Linked DNA regions of Sus scrofa: region 1 is linked to region 2. A link is a contact called in public HiChIP or PLAC-seq data. All regions are on one chromosome and are shown on one strand. Each heading gives the region's core, a stretch centred on a gene start, on an enhancer-like site or on the middle of the called end of the contact. The rest is flanking DNA. Distances are from core to core; before and after follow the strand shown.

The links. HiChIP or PLAC-seq counts read pairs in DNA pulled down with a chosen protein or histone mark.
Region 1: an H3K27ac HiChIP or PLAC-seq map of alveolar macrophages shows a contact between it and region 2. The contact joins the promoter of FLII here to the promoter of SHMT1 in region 2. A contact is called at or near these places in 1 of 5 promoter capture datasets (liver), 5 of 47 Hi-C or Micro-C datasets (embryonic fibroblasts, fetal skeletal muscle, liver and 2 more) and 2 of 2 datasets of contacts at active chromatin or transcription factors (alveolar macrophages and skeletal muscle).

What each region holds. Positions count from the first base shown.
Region 1 is chr12:60,474,069-60,478,818 of Sscrofa11.1, reverse strand. FLII (protein flightless-1 homolog) reads right to left here and starts at 3,097. Exons shown (of 30, transcript XM_021067983.1): 1 at 2,970-3,097; 2 at 1,317-1,427; 3 at 956-1,027. The coding sequence starts at 3,032. MIEF2 (mitochondrial dynamics protein MID49) reads left to right here and starts at 3,124. Exons shown (of 6, transcript XR_002337405.1): 1 at 3,124-3,506.
Region 2 is chr12:60,412,380-60,416,429 of Sscrofa11.1, reverse strand. It overlaps SHMT1 (serine hydroxymethyltransferase, cytosolic), which reads right to left and starts at 2,009. Exons shown (of 15, transcript XM_021067992.1): 1 at 1,778-2,009; 2 at 458-610.

The sequences.
Region 1 (4,750 bases), core at 1,848-4,347, 61 kb before region 2:
GAGGGACAGCTTCTCAGGAGCCCCTGGAGGCCAGGCCTGAGGGCTGGCCCAGGCTGGCCTTTGCTCTCACTCCCAGGCTTGGCGAGCCCTTCCTAGCCTACGAATAAGCTCCTATTCACACCTCAAAACCCAACCCAAATGTACCCCAGAGCCCAGCACAGGGCACCTCAGGGAACTTTTCTGATGGGAAAGCCCCTCTTCCTCCCAACTCCAAAGAGCAAGAGAGGGATGCAGCTCTGAGTCGGGGCTCTGGTACCAAATGGGAGGACTCGACCCAAACCCGGTCAGAGCGCAGCCTGGGAGCACGTCTGCTTTCCTCTCCTCTCAGACCTGCAACCGCCTCACGCTTCAGACATGAGGTCAGTGCAGGATGGCTGAGCGGGGGGGACCAGGATCAGGACTCAAGTGACAGGAGGAGTAAGAGCGGCCACCGCTGCTGCCCGCCCCGCCCTAAAGCCCATGCGGGGCCACTCAGCAGTCACCACTGGACCACCTCGAAAAGCGGCAGGGACCTGTCCAAGGCCACCTAGCCGAGAAGAGACAGAACGCAGATGCGAACCGGGACAGCCCAGATTAAGGGCAGCTCACTTGAGCCATCATGAGCACCTCCCCTCCCAGCCCAACCCCAGCCTGCCCAGCTCTCCCACTGCCTGGCGGGCTGATCCTGGGCCAGGGACCTGCCTCCATGGCCAAGCATCCTCAGCTGTGAACTTGCTGGGCGCGGGGATTGTGTGAAAAAGCCCTTCTGGGAGGGGTGGCAAGGGGCTTAATCAGCATCAGCTGTTACGTAGTTGTTTACAACAGGTGGCATTTTGAATTTTTACCTTTTCCCTCACGGGTTACTTAACCCAAGGAAGCCTCCTTTCCCCCACTTCAGGAGAGGGTCCCTGAGCCTGACGCGGGGTGGACGGAGGCGCTGGTCCTGCCCTCACCCCCGCCCTAGGGCAGCACTCACCCGCAGCGATGGCAGGCTAGACAGATCCCCGTGAAGCGTGGTCAGGTGGTTGTGGCTTACTGACAGGTGCTCCTGGGCAGGGACAGGGGAGCAGAGGTTCAGCAGGGTGTGCGGGCTGTCCCTGTGTCCCTCCCTGCCCCAAGACCCACCCCCCCATGGCCACAGGGGCCCAGTCCACGCTGTAGCCTCCCTCCCTCCCAGACCCAGACTCTTCTTGCACTCCTCTGGGGACGGGATGCTCACTCCCTCCCCACTAGCCCTGCCTATGGCCGTTGGCATCCTCTGCGTCGTCCGCCCAGGCTCTGCCCGCCCGGCCAGCCCCATCCACAGGGACCCTCCCTGCTGGCCCAGAGATTCCTACCAGCTTCTGCAGGGCGGCCAACTCCTCCGGCAGGTAGCACAGGCCAGTGCGGTTGAGCTTCAGCCATCGCAGACTGGTCATGGCCTTGACATTCTCAGGGAAGTAGCCACCCTAGGTGGTACGTCATGATGACGCTGGTCCGGAAACGGGGTGCCCCTGCTCTACCACCCCCTGTGGCCTCCACTGCCCATGGGGGCTCTTGTGGAGCAAAAGTCATCTCTGACTGGTTGTGTGACCCTGGACAAGTCACTTTGCCACCCTGTGCTTTAATTTCCCACCCACAGGATTCATAAACCCCCCCCACTGGGGAAAAGCGTCATGACCACCAATTAACATCCAAGACACCTGCTGCCCTGAGACCCGTCTCTCTTGTTGGAACCTCAGCCCCAGGAAGCCTTGTTCCAGATGACACAGCCACTCCCAACTATGTGCTTAGATGGGCTCCATGCCTTTGCCTGGCATCCCGAACCTGCTGTGGCACCTGGGTTAGGGGTACCCCTCAGCTTCTCCAAGGTCCCACCTGTGCTCCCACCCTGCCGTCAGCACACAGCTCCCCAGCCCCGCCAGTCGCCCAGCCTCAGCCCCGTTGGTTAGTTCACTCATTCGCAGCTCTTCCCACAACCAAATGCCCACTCAGTACCCCCACCCTTGTGGCATGGGGCCTAGGCAGTGTGTGCTTTCACTGCCCTTGGCTGGTGTCCCCTTCCCCCTACGGCTACAACTCCCAGCTGGTGACTCAGACTCTCCCACTCTGTACAGGACACGTGGGGACCCCCAGACAGGATGGTGGGCAGGAGGCAGAGGAAAGTGGTATGGCTGCCTGGGCACAGGGTCAAGGGTGCACACAGGGAACAAGGCAGGAAGAAAAGCCTGCCTCCTCAGCCCTGGCCCGACCCCGGGGTCCCAGCCAAAGCCTGGGCCGCTGGGCCCTGCACACCCGGGCTGACACTATACTGACCCCAGCCGGAGTCTGCCCACTGGCCCATCCTGCCGAGGAGATGACCCTCTTGGAGCCAGGCTGACTCTGGCCTCTGCTGCTGCCCCGCCTCCTCTCCGGTGCCCAGCCCTGCCCGCCTGGTTCCCGGTCTCCAAAACAGCCTCCCTCATCCCCAGTGCCTGGTCCTTGAGACCCAGGTTGTTCAGTTCAGCAGCTGTTCAAACAACTGCCGCCTGGGTCTCGACACCTGCCAGACGCACTCGCCACGAAAACGCATCCCTGCCTTCGGAAGACTAATCTCAAGTGCCTTCCTCGAATGAGAAAGCGAGGCTCGGAGAAGGGAAGTGACTTGCCCAAGACCACACAGGATGGGGGTGGCAGGAGGGGGCAGGGCAGTGACGGCGGCGCGGCCGTGAGTCAGGGCTCCGCTCGGGCGTGTGACCTCACAGGGGCGGGGAGGGAGGGCTGGGGAGGCGGGGGCACAGGCTCCCGACCCGGGCCGGCTGGGTGGGGCCCGGCGCCTGGACGGAGCCCGGTGGGGGCTCTCCGCGCGCGCCCGCGGCGTTCTGCCTGGGTGCCCGCCGCGGGCGCGGGACGGAGGCGCGGCGGTCGGCTCGGGACGGGGCCCAGGCCCAGCGAGCCGGTCCGCGGGTCCGGGGCCCGCAGGAAGCGGAGGGGCGGGCTGGGGGAGGCCCGGCCGCCGCCCGGGGGCTCACCTTGAAGTCGTTGCCGCTGAGGTCCACGCCGCGCACGAACGGAAGCACCCCGGTGGCCTCCATGGCGGCGCAGCTCGGCAGGCTGCGGGGCGCGGGCGCGGGCGGCCGGCGGCGCTGGGCGGGGCGGGGCGGGGCGCCGCGGGGGCGGGGCGGGGCGCGCGTCGGCCCCGCCCCTCGGCCTGCCGCCGCCGCCGCCGGGCCCTCTGCTCCGGACTCGGCCTCGGCGCCCGAGGCTCAACAGCCGGCGCTTGCTGGCTCCCGGGCCCCCGGTGGCTCGGGACCCAGGCCTGGGCGCACGGGGCAGCGGGAGTTGGATGCTAGGGTCCTCAGCCAGAGCCGCGGGCCTGCCTCCCGTGAAGCGCTCCCTGGGGCGCGGCGCCCGCGCTTGGAGGCGACTCCGAGTGCAGTTACGTTCTCATTCGTCCCCCGAGGGAGGCGTCCCCTGGCTGGCACATGGCAGCCCCAGTAGGCGACAAGGCCGCTGTGCCCTTCACGAGAAAGGCAGCAGCAGACCACAGAGACCCAGAGGCCCGCAGGGTGCGTGCCAGCTAGAAGGAAGCTCGCCTTCTCCCCCGTCGCGGTTGGGAGCGCGGCCCTGTCCCTTTAAGAAGCAGCGCGCCGGGAAGCCCCGCCCCGAGGAGCGCGCGGCCGCCATTGGCTGAGCGCGCCTCAGGGCGGCACGTGGGCGCAGGCTTCGAGCGCTCCGATTGGAGCCAGAGCCTGCCGGTCTGCTCGCCGGGCACGCGCCCGCCCCCCGGGCCTCCGCGTTCGGTTCCCGGGTCTTTCACGTTCCACTCCCGGACGGCCCCGGGGTGCGCGGCCCGAGCAGGCCCCCTGTGTCCGCCGGCAGGTGTGCCGAAGCCGCGACGCAGGTACGGCCAGAGCGTGGGGGCGTGGCCTCCCTGGGTGCGCTCTCCGGCCGGGAAAGGGCCACTGGTGAAGGGCTGGGGCTGGCCTCCGAGCTCGGGTCCTGTCTGGATGGGTCCTATCCTGGGTCCATCCTGGCGTCCCCAGGGCCTCGGTGCCCTCGCCAGCCGGGGCTTGTAGGAGGAGGGGAGGCCCGGCCGCGCCCTCTCCCCTTCGCTGGTTGGGGTGTGCGCAGCCCCCTCAGGAGCTGGGCGGTGACCCAGGTCAGGCAGGGGGGCGGTGGCAGTACTCATCTCCGACGAGGAAGCCTTCCAAGGGCCATGCTGGGTCAACCCCGGCCGTCTTTCCTATTTTTAGTTTGGGAGCGAGGCGTGGGTGCGGGGCTGCAGGCCCTACCTGGCAGCTGAGCCGGGCACCCGCCCAAAGCAGGGCGGCCAGAAGTCCTTGGGGTTGAGTTGGCTCTGAGCTAAGAGTCATCTGCTCAGGCGTCCTTAGCTGTCCTGCCGGGCCGTCTGACTGGTGTCCTGGGCTTGTCTCTTGGTCACACCCTCTTCACTCGGTCCCACCCCAGCTCATCCCTTCCAGGCCACTTACTTTAAACCTTTCCTAGCGCACCTGCACCACTTTGCAGATGAGCAAACGCAGGGCCTCGGATCCACAGCTACCTTCCATGGCCTGGCCTCCCAGCAGCCGAGGCCTCCCAACCCAGCATTGTCCCAAACCCGGGAGGCCCCTGTCCAGCCCTGCTTGGAGTCTTGAGTCACCTTGCTAGCTGCCCTCACAGTGGGGCCTTTAACCTCCTCTGGCACATACCTGTTGCAGGTAGCTCCTGCCCCCACCCCCGGGGCAGCGACCTCGCTTTCTCAGACTCGACAGTTCTGCCTCTGGGGGCTGCCCTGCTGAGACTGGCGGGT
Region 2 (4,050 bases), core at 760-3,259:
TGAAATACTCCCTGGCCCACGGCTGCTATGCTCCCCACGTGAACACATGTGGGGGGCGGATGCTAACTCATTAGAAGAGGCACACGGGTCAGGGGCAGACGAGGACGGCAAACCAGTCGGTTGATTCTGCCACAAAGGCACGCAGAGGTATGCAAAGTGAATGTGCTGGGCAGCCCTGAGTAAGTCGCTCGACCTCTCTGAGCTCTTCTCAAGTCCACTTTGGGCCCTGCTCACTCGTCCTCTGCCTTCCTCCAGGTGTTGGGCTCTCCAGACACACCATCCACGGCCTTCGTTCTCCCCCACATTCCCAGGGACCAGCTCGTCCACTCCCAGGCCGAGCTGACCCTCTGGGGGAAGTGTCACAGAGAGGGGAGAAGGAGAGACAAATCCTGGCGGGGGGGGGGTGGTGGCAGAGAAGAGACCCACTGACTCTGCCCGAGGGGGACAAGGAACCTGCCTGAGCGAGGGTCACAGCCACCTCACGGCTCTGATTTCTCCAGGGGGGGCGGGAGCAGGGAGGTGGACAGACAGCTGGAGCCCCATCCGCTCTGTCATCCCTGCCATCAGGCTGCCTCTGCCTCTGCCTCTCTTTCTTCCCTAGTCAGCAACACTTTAAAAAAAAAAAAAAAAAAAAAGGAACTTGAAACGCCACTGTTATCACTTCCTGTGTTGCCGTGTAAAAGTGTGTTAAAGATACAAAGCAGACACCCTCTTCCAGGCGGATGACAGACTGGACTTAACCTTCCCAGATAAACAACCAAGAAACGGGGCAAAACTTCTCCAAGAGGGGTTCCTGTGGGGGCACAGCAGAAACGCACCCGACCAGGAACCATGAGGTTGTGGGTTCGATCCCTGGCCTCGCTCAGTGGGTTAAGGATCCAGCGTTGGCATGAGCTGCGGTGTCGGTCACAGACGCAGCTTGGGGATGGCATTGCTGTGGCTGTGGCGCAGGCCAGCAGCTGTCGTTCCAATTCAACCCCTAGCCTGGGAACATCCATATGCTGCGATCCTAAAAAGCAAAAAAAAAAAAAAAAATCAGCAAAACAAACAAAAACAACCTTATCCAAGAGCTCCTTGCAGACTTGACACAAGCAGCACAGGGCCCAGACTTGTGAGGAAGGGGAGGGCAACCCAGATTTACTTTATTCGAGACTGTTAAGAGGATGAAGAGGTAAAGCTACATAGCAGGAGAACATATTTGCAAACCGTGTGTCTGAAAAAGTATTCACATCAAGATTACATAAAATTCAACAGGAGGAGTGCCCGTCGTGGCTCAGCGGAGGCGAATCCGACTAGGAACAATGAGATGGAGAGTTCCATCTCTGGCCTCACTCAGTGGGTTAACAATCCGGCGTTGCTGCGAACTGTGGTGTAGGTCGCAGATGTGGCTTGGATCCTGCATTGCTGTGTCTGTGGCGTAGGCTGTCAGAAGTAGCGCTGATTCAACCCCTAGCCTGGGAACCTCCATAGGCCACAGGTGCAGCCCTAAAAAGCAAAAAAAAAAAAAAAAAAAAAAAAAAAAAAAGGAGGGGGGGACTGATAGATTCAAAGAAGAAACTAGTGAGAAGAGGGAAGGGTAGGGCGTTAAGAGATGCAACCTGCTATGTATAAAATACATCAGCTGCAAGGATATATTGTATGGCACAGGAATATAACCAGTATTTTATAATAACTGTAAGTGCAGTATAACCTGTAAAAATCGTGGATCACTCCCAGGTACCCCGAAACCTGCAACATTGTATGTCCACTGAAGCTCACTTGAAAGGGTTCTTCTTACCTTAGGTCTCAGCCACGTCAGCACACACCTCGTCTCTTTCCGTACTGAGGGGAGAACGTTCCCCTTCTTGCTTAAAGGCAGCCCCGCCGGTCTCCCCCCTTGGCAAGTCCCCACTGCCCGCGCCACGGCACCTGCACCTTCGGACAATTATTCAGCAGAACAGGGGTCCCTTGAGCACAAGCTCTGCAACGCTGCCGCAGCTGATCTGATAACAGACGGGGCAACTCGGCCCCGAACAGGTGGACGGAGCCAGACAAACGGATCATTCATGGCCCCGGGCGAGATGGCGCGAGACTTCTCTGTGCCGCTCAGAGCGACAGGCCACGTGAAACCATGCCTTGTTTCTCCCCGCAGCCTTCCAGTCCCGACGTTAGGGCCGCTGGGGCTGCCATGGAGAGGAAAACCCTGGACACGAGAAGCCACTGCTTGTGACTCCAGACACGTGCTAAAAGGACTTAGAAATAGACACTATTTAGTTTTATTTATCTATTTTAGTTCATGTTATTTCTTTTTCCACGGCCCCCAGGGCGCATGGAAACTCCCAGGCTGGAGATGGAATCCAAGCTGGAGCCGTGAGCTACACCCCAACGGCAGCAATGCTGGATCCTTAACCCACGGCACCAGGCTGGGGATGGCACCCGCTCAGAGACCAGCCAGATCATTAACCCAGTGTGCCCCAGCAGGAGCTGCTACACGCATTGTATACATTTCCTGAGTTTGATACCGTAGGATAGTTAGGAAAGACGTAGGCGCGGGGCAAATTGGGTAAAGGACTCACAGGCCCTCTCTGCACTATCTAATTTCATCATTATTTTGAAACAAACTTTTTTTTTTTTTTTTTTGGTCTTTTTAGAGCCATATGCACGGCCTACAGAAATTCCCAGGGTAGGAGTCGAACTGGAGCTGGAGCTTCCGGCCTACACCACAGCTACAGCAATGCCAGATCTGAGCTGCGTCTGCAACCTGCACCACAGCTCCCAGCAGCGCTGGATCCTGAACCCACTGAGGGAGGCCAGGGATCGAACCTGCGACCTCATGGATACTAGCCAGGTATGTTGCCACTGAGCCACGACAAGAACTCCTGAGATAAACTATTTCTAAAAGCCTCCAAGAGATCAAACATGAGTTTGACCACAAGTAACTGCTGAGCAGAGCAAAGTCCAACACCCTTTAAAGGGGACCACAAAGTTCAAATACTCAGCAAATCACATCCCATGTCCTGTGTTCAATGAAAAATTAGTAAGCGTGCCAAGAAGCCGAAAAATGGGCCCCACAAAAGGAAAAATCATCAATAATAGAAACAGGCAGAGATGACAGAGGTGCGGAAACTAGCACACTAGGATATTAATTCCACTTTCTTTTCTTTTTCTTTTTCTTTTTTTTTCTTTTTAGGACCACACCCAAGGCATATGGAGGTTCCCAGGTTAGGGGTATAATCAGAGCTACAGCCGCCGGCCTACACCACAGCCACAGCTACGCCGGATCCTTCAGCCACTGAGCAAGGCCAGGGATTGAACCCACAACCCCATGGTTCCAAGTCAGATTCACTTCTGCTGCGCCATGACGGGAACTCCTAATCCAACTTTTATAATTGCGCTCAACCATGTAAAGGAGAAGAGAAGGAAACGCAATCAAAGCTGCGGAGAAATCAAGACGAATGAACCTCTAGCCAGAATAAGCAAGAAAATAAGAGAGAAGGAGTTCCCATCGTGGCGCAGTGGTTAACGAATCTAACTAGGAACCATGAGGTTGCGGGTTCGATCCCTGGCCTTGCTCAGTGGGTTAACGATCCGGCGTTGCCGTGAGCTGTGGTGTAGGTCGCAGACGTGGTTCGGATCCCGCGTTGCTGTGGCTCTGGCGTAGGCCGGCAGCTACAGCTCCGATTCGACCCCTAGCCTGGGAACCTCCATATGTCGCAGGAGTGGCCCTAGAAAAGTCAAAAAGACCAAAAAAAAAAAAAAAAAAAAGAGAGAGAAGACACAAATTACCAATAGCAGGAATGGCAAAAGGAGCTATCAGTATAAATCAAGCAAGCATTAAACAATAATAAGGGAGTTGAAATGAAACGGACAAATTCCTTGAAGGACACAAATGACCAAAAACGACTTAAGAAGAAATAGAAATTATGAAGTTTCATATCAAGTAAAGAACTTGAATTTATGTATTTTTGTCTCTCTATTTTTCTAAAGGGCCACCCTCCACGGCATATAGAGGTTTCCAGGTTAGGGGTCTAGTTGGAGCTGCAGCTGCCGGCCTACACAACAGGCATACCG